Linked DNA regions of Rattus norvegicus: region 2 is linked to region 1. Evidence: chromatin contacts called from public HiChIP or PLAC-seq data. All regions are on one chromosome and are shown on one strand. The core of a region is the stretch at or near the end of the contact, and the rest is flanking DNA. Distances in the headings are between cores, read along the strand shown. Region 1 has its middle 67 kb from the start of Nkx2-2. Region 2 has its middle 56 kb from the start of Pax1.

What was found. HiChIP or PLAC-seq counts read pairs in DNA pulled down with a chosen protein or histone mark.
Region 2: an H3K27ac HiChIP or PLAC-seq map of oligodendrocytes shows a contact between it and region 1, with 10 times the contacts expected there. The contact joins two enhancer-like sites. A contact is called at or near these places in 2 of 12 Hi-C or Micro-C datasets (the A7r5 cell line and Schwann cells) and 1 of 1 datasets of contacts at active chromatin or transcription factors (oligodendrocytes).

The regions. Positions count from the first base shown.
Region 1 is chr3:155,139,546-155,146,361 of GRCr8, reverse strand. No RefSeq gene overlaps it. Among named protein-coding and RNA genes, the nearest start is that of Nkx2-2, 67 kb to the right of the region's middle. Within about 2 kb of position 4,686, at least 4 of the 93 cell types and tissues checked have an H3K27ac peak or open chromatin away from gene starts, as enhancers often do.
Region 2 is chr3:155,185,933-155,193,709 of GRCr8, reverse strand. No RefSeq gene overlaps it. Among named protein-coding and RNA genes, the nearest start is that of Pax1, 56 kb to the left of the region's middle. Within about 2 kb of position 3,224, at least 4 of the 93 cell types and tissues checked have an H3K27ac peak or open chromatin away from gene starts, as enhancers often do.

The DNA of each region.
Region 1 (6,816 bases), core at 3,437-5,936:
GCTGGATAATCTTCGTCCATGATGGTTCCTGGACACTCATATCCAGGAGACGGACAACACAGCAGAGAAGAAAGATAAGACGAGAACATGAAGTTGGCGGCACGTCTCCAAAGTGTACAGAGCTTGGTGAGTAGGGGACAAGAAAAGCAGAACTTCTGCAAAATCACCCCTAGCTCCTGAGGAGCCTGAGGCCCACAGAGACAGCTGCAGCTAGCGCTGGTGGAAGAGGCCCCGGTCTGGGGGACAGTGTACTGAGTGAGGATTCTTGTTGGTATTTAGCTGAAACCATACTACAAAAATGTCTTAAAATAACCCTCAGAGATCCCTCCTTTTTTCACTTACATCCTTGGTAAATAACATAGTAGAGGGTGTCCCCAGTCTTAGAGGAAGTGAGCCACATTGTACCAGTAGAGACCGCCAAGACACGTAGAGAGAGGACCTGAAATTGAGTTAGAATTTTAATACCGGGGAGTTCCTGTATTAGAGACTTGTTTTCTTGTTTGCTCACATATAAATAATCTTAGGTAGAGTTCAAAAGGACCAGTGATGCTGATGGCTTCCATAAAGAGCTGTGAGGCTGGAAGACGGGGTGGGTGCTTTACTTACATTCGTTCAGTCATTCCCTTTGAATTTTGAGCCACATGGAAGCGTTATTATTCCTAATTAAAAATCAAAACAAACATTTCAGACTACAGGTAAAAACAGCCCTGCTGTTCCCCCAACACCCTCCCGTCCCCCTGGCCAACGTGATCCTCAGTTTTCAAAGAGACCTGTTTCTAACCCTTTCCATTTTCACAAGACTTGGCATTTCAGTCTTAAGTTTCTGGCTCGAGTGGAAGATAAGTTTGTGTGGCTGTTCTGGGGAAAAACTCCCTCATGTGAACAAAGTCCCTTATTCCAGGAGTTTCCAAGATGGAGAAATAAGGAAACCAATCAAAATGTACCCCAGAGCTGTGTTGGTTTATTCTCATTAATGACACAAACAAGTCCCTGGGGAAGAGAGAGCCTCAACTGAGGAATTGCCACCATCGGATTGGCTGTGGAAATCAGATTGGCTGTGAGATTTTTCTTAATTTATGATCAGTGTGGGAAGTCCTAACCCACTGTAGGTCGTCCCACCCCGGGGTAGGACCTGGGTTCTGTAAGAAAGCAGTCCAAGCAAGCCATGGAGAGCAAGTCAATAAGCAGCATTCCTCTGTAACCTCTGTTTCAGTTCCTGTCTCCTGGTTCCTGCCTTGAGTTCTTGTTTTGGCTTTGTTCAATGATGGATTGCAACCTTTACATTCAAATAAACCCTTCCTTCCCTCCACAAGTTATTATTGTCAGTGTTTGATCACAATAACATAGAGCAAACTAGGATACTAACTCATTTCCAATATATGTATATATATCCAATTAAGACAATTGCATTCTTTTTATATGTTGAAACCTTGTATCTGTTACTATACATAGCACATATAAATATGTTACAAATATGACTATATAGTCCATAGAAAACATGTATAGTATAAAAATTGATTAGTCTGATATATTTATAACATTTATAGCTATATAATAAATCTTATACATATCAAATATATAAGTATTTTATGTGATGTTTAAGTCCTTTTACACTTGCAAACATTTTATCTATTTGTACATATATGTATATGTATAATATGACCAGGCACAGTGACCTATATATACCTTTAATCCTAATCCCAGTGCTTGGGAGGCAGAGGCAAGCAGATATCTGAGTTTAAGGCCAGCCTGACCTGTAAGCAAGTTCCAGGCCAACCAGGATACATAGAAAGACCCTGTCTTAATATATGATACATACATACACACACATACATACACACACATACATACATACATACATACATACATACATACATACATACATACATACATACATACATACATACAAAATTATGGTTACTTATAAGACATGTTTTATGTGTGTGGATGAAGTATGTATGTGTCTACATATCTTTTCTACCTACACATACAGAAATGAATACATATGTAATAGATGCATTAGTCACTTGTAAGTGCATAGAAGACTTGTGGAAACATCGTATAGTCAGGTAGTAAGGTAGACAAGAGAGAGAAGAAAATGCAAAGCAGATTGACCTCTCAACACCATAAGATCAAAATTGAAGTACTCTCTGGGCGCAGGCACGACTGGCATCTGCCGCTAGAGGGCGCAGGAGATCGACAAATCATTCCCAGGGGCAGCTGTTCCTCTGGGGCTCCAAAAGGCCAGTGACTTCTCCCAGCTGGATATCCAACTCTGGGTTGTGTGGTGGAAGCCTGCAGCACCAGAGGGCCTCTCCAGTCTATTGGGAACCTGTGTCACTAATCTGACCTCTGTCCCCGGACCTTATGTGCGAATCTGCAGATGCTGTTCCGGTGCAAAACACAGAGGCACAGAGCCTGATTTCAAGAGGGCAGCCTGAGTATTAATTCGCGCAGGCGTTTGTGAATCCTCAATGACAACAGAGAAAAAGGCCTGGCCTCAGCTGGAAGAAAAAGACTGGATTTCTGAAGTGCCCCAAGTTCAGCTTGAAAGGCTAGTAACACTCTCTGGTCACACTGGCTGTAGCCCACAACTGTCTGGCCTGAGGTATGTTCTGCCACTGCAGGCATGTGCCCAAGACTTCCGCTAGCATGTTCTGTTCACTTTTCTTTCTTCTTTACATTGCAGGGGGGCGGATTTTTTAAGGATGAGAATAAATTTATGCTCTCTGTTATTCATTTCAAGATAAGATAGCAATTATCGCATATTTTTTGGTTTTGGTTTTGGTTTTGGTTTTGTATCCGATGTGATTCTGAGCTACACACAATGTTATCCTCTGTGTCCCAGAAGACTGGGGCTGGAGATGGCTTGAGCCTGAGTTCAAGGCTAGCCTGAAGAGTCAGTTGTAATCTAAAAATAAAACAAAACGAAACCACAATATTCTGCTGACTGGAAGTCTGATCGTCATTCCTCCAAATATAATTTCTATATGGATAGAGTAGGGGTTCTTCACCTGGGCTGGACCAGGTCGTAGAGCAAGTTTTAAGCACTACTGCTGCCTGAACCCCATGGACAGAAATCCTCCTGGGATTGGTCTGGGCTGTACTCAGGGAATTGGGACTGTTGTTTCCGATCCGTGCTGAGAACTTCTCTCTGACGACCTGTGAAGGGGAATTCCCATGCCTGTGGCACTTCCTATAAAGCACAGAATCCACTCACATCGGAAGTCACCTGTACCAGAGTCTCCAAGGCCTCAGATCTGTATTCCGTTCCCACCGGACAACTTCCAAACAAGTTTAAATGTTTTAAGACATTTCTAAAGTAGACTGATCTAGAAGGCAAGCGAGGGTGTAGGAGAAATAATCTTTCACCACTTTTCCCAGAAACCAAAATTTTAGATTTTTTTTTTACAGGCAAACGGTCTTCACTATCTACAAAGTTATTTCTGAGTTGTTGTTGTTGTTGTTGTTGTTATTATTATTATTCTGTTTTTGAGATAGGCTCTCATTCTGCTGTCTAGGTTGGCTTTGCATGACTCCTGATTCTCCTGCCTCAGCTTCCTGAGGACTTGTTTACCACCAAGCCAGGTTTCCTCATTGTTTTTCAATTCCTGGGTTTCTCTTTTGGTATCCACTGCCATAATCTCGAGGAGAGCAGTTGTGACAGCACCTGCTGTGGAAATCTGAGCAGTAATTAGCTGTCTCTGATCGCCAAACAGAGGCAGTGGTTTGCGGGTTTGCTGCACATCTTAACTGCCCCTGTACCTGGGCTAGAGTAGAAGTTTGTTCTGTGTACACACTGGGCATGCTGAAGTCAGACCATTAGCATTTCATCATTTTCTGTAGTGAGTTCATTCAAAATCTCCTCCTCTAACTGCTTTGAGAGATACCGTGTACCATATAACTGTGTTCCCCTTCCTCTGTCCTGGAACACTGAAACATTCTCCATCCATTGCACTGTTACACCGTGTCCTGGGAGCTGTGCTTTCAAATAATAATATTTGCACATGGTGATGTTTTGGCACGCCTGATCTCTTACACAAACGAGCACAACTGACTTACAACCTGGACTTTGAAGGCAAAGTATTATATAAGGTCACATAAGGCCATTTTCACGAAAATATGTAATGTACTTTGAGCATATTCCCCTCCATACCCCACCCACTATCCTCCTCCTTCTCCCCCGCCCCTCACTAGTTCCCCCAGACAATTTCATTTCTAGTTTCCGGCCATCAATACCTATGCATATTTATGTACCCAGGAAGTCTAGGGCCGCAGCAGAACCAAGCATGCAATGTTTGCATTTCTGAGACTGCCTTTTTTTTTTTCACTTACCAGAGAAACCTCCCCAGTTAATTTGCAACTCTGTCCCTGCTTTTCATTCTCTTACCGAGCAAGTGCCTCTTTAGGACCCTAACAACCTGCAAGGCTCTTCAGCAGAGACCCTGGGCTCCAGATAAGCTCATGGCAAGAACGCCTCATGCTGTGTTGATCAAGCTCCACTCTACCACAAAAGAAAACTCCTGGGCCTCTCACAACCGCTCCCTCTTTCTGAACAGCAGCACCAGCCCTGCATTTGGCCAAAGCCCTCACAAGATGATGGCGTTCCCTGCCCCTCCAGCCAGCTCTCCTTGTCCTCCCGCCCAGGGAGGTTCAGCCCTTTGGCACAGAAGTAGTAAAGGCCATTCATGCCTTAGTGACGACAGCTTCCTCCAAATCCATTCTGCCCCTTGGCATCTGACACCGCTACAATGGCAGAACGGCAGGAGAAAAAAGGTTGACTGCCAAGCAGGGCAGAATGCCAGGTCCTGTCCAGGCATACCCAAAGAGGGCTATCTCGAGTGTCCTGGCATTACAGGGTCCCATTTTACACTTCTAACGATTTTGCAAGCAGAATTAACAACTGATTGACACAGTGGTGGAAATATATCGGCTCACACGTTGTGGTTGTATTTTTGCAACACTGAATTCGTAATGTGAATATACTATACAGATGTGTGCAGATGTGCTCACCCCTCTCTCTAGAGGTGCAGCTCCAATGCTCCATTTGTATAATCATGTCTCCATGAATAGACAGTCTGGCTCACCAACCCAATGCTCAAATAGACGAGTCCACTGTCTCTGCCCCCTGCCGCACATCACCACATCCCTAACATGTCTCGCTGCACTTCTGCAGCAAATTTGAGAGCTAAGTCTCATCCCTAAGGCTCCGTTAACCTGTCCAAGAAATGCATATCAAAAATTAGCATAGTCATATTTGGCAGAAAGTGAGGCCTTGATGCAAAGATTTCCCAGAATGCCTGTCAACCCTGATGGATAAACACTGGTGATAACCTGCACAGGCCGGAATTAGGGCTTAGACCTGGGAGCCATTTTCAAAAAAGCAACTCACCTTGATTCATTTCAGGTGGTTCTTGACATGTGACAGCCTCAGAGCCCACACATGGGCTCCAGTTGTCCCTCCAGCAGGTACAGCTGATTTTATTTACTCTTGTTCAAGCAGAACAAAGGGGGTACCATGAAGACAGGGTTCGATTTCGCTTTATTTCTTTTCATTTCATGGATCCTCAGGCTCCGGTGCTGACTCCCTGTACATCGAAGGCTGCATTCGATTCTGCTGCTGTGCTCCAAAGACCCTAGTTTCCAATGGGTGCTCAATTGACAGTGGAATGAAAAAAATTTACTATTAAAATTAAAAGTTGATTATGTGGTGTTAAACCTCATCACCCTGCACTGAACACCCACTGCATACCCAACTTGGGGTGATGACCTGACATACGTTTGTTGCATTGATTCTTCCTGACAACTCCGAGAAGCAAAGAGCCACCGAGCAAGCTCACCTGACAATTAAGGAAACTTGGAGTTCAGAGAAGCCAAGAGAGGGGCAAAGAATTGCACAGCACATTAAATGGTTTATGATTTATAGCTGGAGACAGCGGCTTCCAAAGTCCGGGAGAGTTTTGGAATGTAACTTTCTAATTCAGTGTGGTATTTTTTTTTTGTAAAACTGTAGTCTATATGATATTCCGCATTTATAATTATAAATATTGTATTTTTAAGTCGTTACAATTTTGTAACACTTAGCTATGTGGAACTGCGTATGTGAGTGTAATTTTTTTCAATCGCCCTTTTATGTAATGATGTTGTATTTGTACAAATTTCTCAAAATAATTAAGTGGAAAAATTAGGCCCATCCTCTAGGATCTCATTCAGAAAATAGAAGAAGATATGCTATTTGGTTTGTCTTAGGAAGCTGTCATGGGTTTTGTTGTGATAGAACCACGGCTCACGTCCAGACAGACCACACCAGACCAATGCAGCTCCACGTGGGAGAGGTTTATTGGGGGAGGAGGGGGTTAACAGAGACAAAAGGGGGAGAAGAGAGAGAAGAAGAAGGGAAAAGGGGAAGGGGGCAGGAAGGGTCTGCGTTTTATTTAGACGTAACTGCTTGCAGGTAAAGGGTAGGAGGTAAATCAAATGGATGCTGGGAATGTGTGCCCATTGCCATGGCAACAGATGATCTGTCCCTGTCCCCTATAGGTGACATTGCCACTGAGTTTGGAGGTAAAGCTGGATCCTGATACCAACATACCTCCCTTTTTCTTATAAAGAGAAGGAAAGGGGGACGCTGATGGTGAAAGGGGAATGGGGTCTTATGTCTCTTGGATGGCTACCTGCTGTCTTGGGGCGTCATCAATTTCAGTGTATAGCTGACTTTCACCGTGGGATCCACTTGGTAAAAGTTCGCATCAGGCTCCTCCGTGGACAGAGGCAGGTAATCCTGTAACGGAACGGATTAATACTTTGGTTAGAAAA
Region 2 (7,777 bases), core at 1,975-4,474, 49 kb before region 1:
TCTTATGACACAGGCACCGGAGCTCCTCAGGTAGAGCTAGTAGGAGTCGACATGTCTTCTCTGAAAGCGAGTTGCACTGGTCAAAATGGGCATTACCTAAACTCCTCACTCTTAGATTAACTTATCTCTAGTGAGTACTAATGTGCAAAGAAGCGTGTGCCTTACAACTTCACTGCGTTGTTATCTTTAATACCAGGAAATGTGGGAACGATTTAACGTCCATCACTGAGACTTGCTAAGTGAACGAGGGTACATTTCTGATTTACTGACAACAGCACAGGCTCTTACGCAAGCTCCCAAGGGAAACAGGCAATCAGTAGTTGTTTCCAACTTATAGGCTACAGCCTATAAGCCACAAGTTTGTATGACCAGTGTGGCAAGTTATCCGCAGTGGGACAACAGTGGCACTTATATCTTGGAGACAACCACTAGCTATGTAATTGGACTTCAAGCCCACTCAATAATAAAAGAGAAACCATGCCTGATTCTGTAAACCTGGCCAACTACTCATGGCTTATAAGGTCATGAACTCCAGAGAAGAACCTACGACTGCCACTTTTCCAAACCGTAATATAATTTATACTCAATTTAAACTAAATTATATTATGTATAATAGTGTAAGTTCTATCTGCATTATAATTACTAATCCTTATAACCACAGATAAGTGTAGCTTTTACCCTAATCAAAGATGATTTTTTAAAAAAGCAGGCAGAGATCAGAACAGAAATCCACAACTGGTCAAAATGGAGACCATGGAGTGTCCAACCCCAGTTAATACATCCACAATACAACTGTTACACCTACAACTCAGAGAACATCATAGAAGAGGGAATAAAACATTTTAATAGCCAGAAGTTATGAAAGTCTGCTGTGAGATACTGTCTTTTATTTATGACAGCAAAGCTACACTCATACAATGTTAAAGATATGCTCACCTAGTCATATGATTTCCACAACAACACCAGTTGACATGCCAACACCGGTAGTGGAAATCTCACAAGCTCCTAGCCCTAGATTAAGATTTACAGGCGTTAATGGCTACTGAGGGAGAGTGAATCTGTCTTCTCTAGGGGCAACCCAACTGATGGTTATCAAATACCAAACAAATACATCTATGAGTAATGCTAATGAGCTAAGCAGGCAGTATTGTGTGTGTGTGTGTGCGTGTGTGCATGCACCTGCATAAATGTGTGTGCATGAATATGAGTGTGTTGGATAATAATTAAAGAAGAAGGACTCATGAATCTTAGAAGGAGTTGGAGGAACACAGAAAGAGCAGAAGTGGGGAGAGGGAGGAACAGCCATAATGCAAATGTATATTCCTGTGTGAAATTCTTTAAAAAGGAAACAAAAAGAAAGGTACATCAAAAGAGGTAACAGGCTCTAAGGAGGGCGCTGGTTAATATCCTGTACTCCAGTCGAATCGTCCTTGGTGTGAAGGGCACAATAAAAATCTATGCTTTGGAGCACTGATCTTAGGATAGAGAAGATTATGTATGCCACACATTCAATATGGTGTCCGGCACATAGCAGAAACCAAGTGGTGGCTAGTAAATATTATTAGCTATTAATTACACAGCTGATTTTAAAAACCAATTTTTTGTTTGTTTATTTTTGAAGACAGGGTTTATTTACATAGCCTTGGCTGTCCTGGAACTAGCTCCATAGACCAGGCTGGCCTTGAACTCACAGATATCCACCTGCCTCTGCCTCCTAAGCTCCTGAGTGCTGGGATTAAAGGCATGTGCTACCACTGCCCAACTGATTTAATTATTATTGTCCCGAAATGTTATATCTGGCTCTGTGCTAAGTGACAAAGCACTCTACCCAATTAAATGGAAAGTCTGACTACATTTAAATAAAGGCGTGTTTTGAATTTTCACTGAGTACATTTATGGCAAAATGTCTGGAAGCTGGTCGATTAAGTGTGAGCTGTGAGTGACTTGGGTGGCCTGGACTCTATTCTTACCTTGCTCTCTGAACCTCTCTATGTTGTTTGTTTTTCTTTTTTCATAACATGTGTAACATTTCTACAAGTGTGTTTATACAATTTTAGAAAAGAATAAATCCTTGCTTGTCCTGGTTTGGCTTTGTCTGAGTGGTTGACCAGATGACCTGCTGGATGAAGCACCATGGGTCATTTCTGTTTACTTTTTCCTATATAAGTTGGCATTACCTCCTTACCTTGGCCTGGGTGTTTTTCAGTTGGCTGTCTTCCAGGAACACAGTACATACATGGTACATGTGTCTATGTGTCTGGCTGTTTGCTCTCACTGTGGAACTGTTTGCTGGTTGTTCTGCTCAGTCTGCAAAGTGTCTGTGAGGCCTGGTCTTGCCTGAGGAATGACCATATACATGCAGAATACCCACTGGAGCCTACCTCGGAGGGCACCTGGCCACTGTCCGAGTGATTCCTAAAGGCATTCACGTTGTCCTGCAGAAATCCAGCTTGCAAACTCCTTCCCTCCAGTGTTGCTGATTTCTGCAGACGGACTTCACAGACAGGCAGTGCATGAAGATGACCACAAGATGGCAGCCTTTCCCTGTATGAATCCTGCTGCAGCCTGTGCAGTCTCCCCACACCCTACACCCCCCCCCCCAAACCCTGTGTGCTTCTGAATCCAGCTTCTGTTGCCCTCAGCCATTCCAGGAAAACGATTCTTTACCAAAGAGACCTTCATTAAAGATGAGAACAGTAGGATTAAATGTTCGGAAACAGAAGAACTTGAAGAAGAGAATACAATTTCCCCAAACCACGTGCTCACCCAGCCTTCTCTCGACTCAGGAGAAGTCACAACAGTCTTGTGTCCATTTGCAGCCGGGTTGAATTAGAATTGCCAAGCATCTCAGTGAGCTATGAATCCACATTCCTTTATCTCTTTGTGCCACTCAAAGCCAGATATTGATGTCTGAAGACAAACTACATAAGCTTCATTATGTAAGTGCCTTTTCCTTAAACAAGACCGCTTTAATACTTAACAAGGTAGGGGAGCTACATAATTTAAAATCTATGTGAACAGAAATAAGAAATTATTTGTGGTGGGCTCCACTTTTACACCCACCAACAAAGGCAGACATTCACCAGTTTTTGCCTTCCCAGGGCCCCAAAATACAACACAGGCCTGTTCTCCCGTTCCCGGCAGAGGCCACAGCTGAAGCCGGTCTTTATCAGCTTTCCTTTCTCAATATTTACCAACCAATAAATCTTTTTCCCCCTAAGACAATTGACATTCGAATCCCATTCATGTGGAGGCTTGTTATCCAAATAATATTAAATAAACTGCTTCATGATCTACTGAAAAAGTATTAAGATTTTTTTTTCTTTCTCTGCAGGTCAATATTGAAGAAGAGAGAGGGCTGTCTCTATGTGAGGGAGGGAGGGCAGCTGCCTGCCTTGAGAGCCTGTCTCCGTCTCCAGCCTCCTGCAGACGTACCTCCTTTCTGTTGCTCTTTGGGCTACAACAGTCTCTGTCCTGAGGCACCCACTCCAAGGTCAAGGCAACAAAGCCAAGCTTATCTGTGTCACTACTGTGGCCTCCATACTACAAAGAGTGTTTCCAGACTCGTGTGTCCCTGGAGGATCAGTCCTGGGAAATTTTTTGGTAGACCTTGTGTCAACCAAACATCATAGGCTGCTTTACGTAGTCGTTGTTTTTCTCACTGCAGTGATAAAATGCTCTGCAAAAGCAACATAAATAAAAAAGGGTTTGTCTTGACTTACAGTCTGAGGGGGGACCATCCATCGAGACCAGGAAGTCACGGTAACAAAATCCCAGCCAGGTTGGGTTTGCAGTCAGGCAGCACAGAGAGAAGAATGCTGGTACTCAGCTCTCTTTCTCCATAGTCAGGCTCGGACCCCAGCGGTGAAACAGGGCCATCCACATCTGGGGCAGGCCCTCCCACCTCAGAACAACCTTCCTGGAAACGTGGTAACAGATATACCCAGAGGTGTGTCTCCTCAGTAGCTCTCCTTACCCTCAGGCTGACAATCAAGATGGGCCATGGAGCTAGGGAAATGGGCCCAGCTGGTAGTTCTCATGGTGCAAGCCTGAGGAACCGAGTTCAATCTCCCAGAATCCAAGTAAAAAGAGCCGTGTACCGAGGCATATATCGGTAATCCCGGCACTGGGGAGGCTGGGACAAGAAGAGGATTCCTAGACTTGCTGTTCAGCTAGTCTAACATAATTGGTTGAGCGTCAGGCTAACGAGAAACCGTTTCCAAAGGGAGATAGCATTCTTGAGATTCACACCTGAGGCTAGCCTCTGACTGAGACCTACACAGGCATCTCTCTCTCTCTCTCTCTCTCTCTCTCTCTCTCTCTCTCTCTCTCTCTCACACACACACACACACACACACACACACACACACTTACACTTTTCACACACACACACATACACACACACACACTTACACTTTTCACACACACACACACATACACACACACACACACACACACACACACTTACACTTTAAAAGTGATTTTAACCACTACAGTATATTTAAATAAATCTAAATGATTAGGTTACTCCGCCCTTGGTCTCCATGATGTCATTCACAAACAGTCAGCCACTCACTAAAATGTCATAGAAAGCACATAACTGAGTTCTGCCCATTCTCTAACTGGAACAGGTTAGTCTTCTGACAACATTTCCAATTCTGCTGTGCCACAAGCAAGTTCTGCCTTCCATATTTTGTCGGAATGCGTGTCTCTGAGAAGAGACATCAGAGGAGATAAGAGAACTGGAGCTAGTTCTGCTGTCAACTTCATGGTGTGATGAGTTCCATGATTCTCCTTTCTGGGCCCCAAGTTCTCCAAGGAAATGGTCCTCTCCCTCTCTTGGCCTCACTTACTAAGGAAGATCTAGAGCACTGGGAACGGCAAGATGCTGCCGCAAACTACAAGCACTAGCTGTATCTTGATGGAGGTTGCCACCTTGGAGGCTGTGGAATCTTCTAGAGAGGAGAGGACCAGAGACCTTTGGATGTTGCTGTCAGTGGACTCACATGGTGACCCTTCTGTGCCAGGAGACAGCTCCAGGACTTCCTCCTCATAGCGTTCCATGTGATGACACGCATATTCCACTGGAGGGCGCTAAAGCACTGAAGTTAAATAATGTCTCTTGGGGCACAGATTGAAGTTCAGGTCTGGCTTGGTTCTGAAGCATCGCGATCTCTCAGTTACTAACAGATAGCGCGGGAGGGGGGGGGGGAAGTACCACAAGGCCTGGCACAGCCTAGAGCAATATTAAAGAAAGAGCTGAAACCGGGAAAGGGAATAACACTCGAAATGTATATAAGAAATACTCAAGTTAATAAAAAAAAGAAAAAGAAAAAGAAAAAAAAAAGAGCTGCATCTGACACGCTGGCTGCTGGAGAGCCTTGCCCTGTAACAGGACCCGTCCCCTCTGCTCCCCAGCTACCTTTGACTTTGTTTTCACAGGCACAGCTGCAGTCTGAAAAACCATCACGTGAAAAGGCCCCAAATCTGGCAGCTTCTGAGCACCCACTTGTCACCACCAGTGGAAAGACACCCACCCCCGACATCACGTGCCAAGTCACCATGGAAATGAGATATATATTGCACCAATAACCTCGAGCCTGCGTGTTTAAGGTATAAAGGAAAGATAAATGAAGTTAGTGTTTAGCTTTAGGTCCTATCCCCAGAATTTCTCGTTATCTATAATCAAATTCCAAAACCCAGAAAGGAATCTAGAGTCCTGCTTCCAACCGTTTCAGAGAAGAAAGCTTCAATTTCTGTACAAGTATAAGACATGATCTCTCACTTACTCACAGAAACTCAGTGTGATGTTTGCTCATTGGATGTCAAAAACAAAATCAAAACCGTAAGCACTACAGGAAAGGTTTGAAGGTCTCATTGGATAAAACATTTGCTTTGCTCTTCCTTACCTAGTGGAGCCACTGCCATTCGGGACTTACCCATAAGAATGTTTTCTCTGAGCACTTCTCTAATCCAAGGGATGGGGAGAAGACTCCATTGGTGGACCATTTCCTACCAAAGCAGGCAGATCCGAGTTCAGCCCCCAACACCCTTGGGATAAAACAGAGACCAGAGAGGAGTCTCAACAGTTAAGAGAGCTGTCTGCTCTTAAAGAGGAGTAGGGTTCAAGTCCCAGCATTTTTGTTCATGGCTGCCCAAAACCACCTTTAACTACAGTTTAAGGGAATCCTATGCCCTCTTCTGGACTCCTCAGAAACTGCATGTGCATAGCAAGCATACATACATACATACATACATACATACACACACACAAGCATGCATGCATGCATACATGCATAAATACATGTAAGCAAAAGCACTCTTATTCATGAAATAAAAGTATCTTAGGGAAGGGAGGAGAAAGCAAGAAAGAAACAAAGAAACAAAGAAAAAATGTTCTAAAAAGCAAGCAAGTCAGCCGGCGCTGCAGGGTGAACCTGTATGTAATCCCAGGCAGATGGATCCCTGAGGCTTGCTAGCCAGGCCGATAGAATTTCTGAGTTCTAGATTAGGGGAAAGACCATTCTCTCAGCCAAAGTGAAGAAAGACTGGGGAAGAAACTCAGCACACACACAAGGGGGTTGTGTCTTTTGATAGTGTTTCCATCCTGAACACAATGTCTCAAACTTCCTTTCTTCATTCAACAACGTACCAAGAATATTCCCCTGTTCCTCCTCACAAACCTCATTCCTTTTAAATACTGCAGAGCGTTCTACTGCGTAGACGAATATTGGTTTATTTTTACTACCCTTTTATAGATATTTTGGTGTGGCTATTTTGTGTTCTTCTAGATATTGTCATAATGGACTTCCTTTCACATTCTTCCTTGTGAATTGCTACATTCTTGAACATGTGAATTGTACAAATCTTGAACATTCCCAAAGGCCCTTTATAGTGAAGACTTACACAGTGAAGTCTCCAGCCTCTGGTGCTATGGGAGTGTGAAACCTGTAGGTTGTGGGGAGGTCATTGGAAGAGGTGCCCTTGAAGGAGGTGCCGGAACTCTGGCCCCTCCTATCTTTATTATTTCCTGGCTGCTATGAAATTTCAAACCTTCTTCAGCATGCACTCTCATCATGGTGCCCACACTGTTACAGACCCAAAACCTGCAAAACAGAAATTTCTTTTTTCTATATAGTTTATTTTAGATGTCAAAAATGGAAATATGACCACTTATGCATAGGAATCAATGTTTTGTTGGTGTAAATGAGACAAATTACTGAATATAATACATATGTATATAGAAAATAATATGTTTTTATTAAACAACCCCAAATACCATCTAAAGTTTTCACAAATGGTATCACAAAACGCACAAGACCTTAAAACTCTAAGCAATTAGGAAGCATCACTCAGAGGCGGACCATGAGAAGAAGCAACAGTGATAGGCAGGTGTGGGAGAGATGGGCCTGGATTCCAGGGCTGCTCAACAAGGAAGTATGTCAGAATACAAGCAGGGCGACAATTACAGCAACCAAGAAAATCCTTACATGCATTGTAATTTAAGAAAGATAAAAGAATCGCACACAGACATGTTAGGGCATGCTGTGGTTCTTGTGCAGATGCATTTCTCTGCAGTTCGATCACCATTTCCTGGTAGCTATGCTGACCCTCATTGACCAAGTGCAGCAGCCTACCTTTTCCCGTGGAGATTCCAAGGGCTTCTGGATGGCATGGGTTAACCTAGGCATGGCCTATGGTGGAAATTTTCCTGTCCTCCATGCTACAATCTATTGGTACAGATTTACTTGTGAAGAGAGAGAGAGAGAGAGAGAGA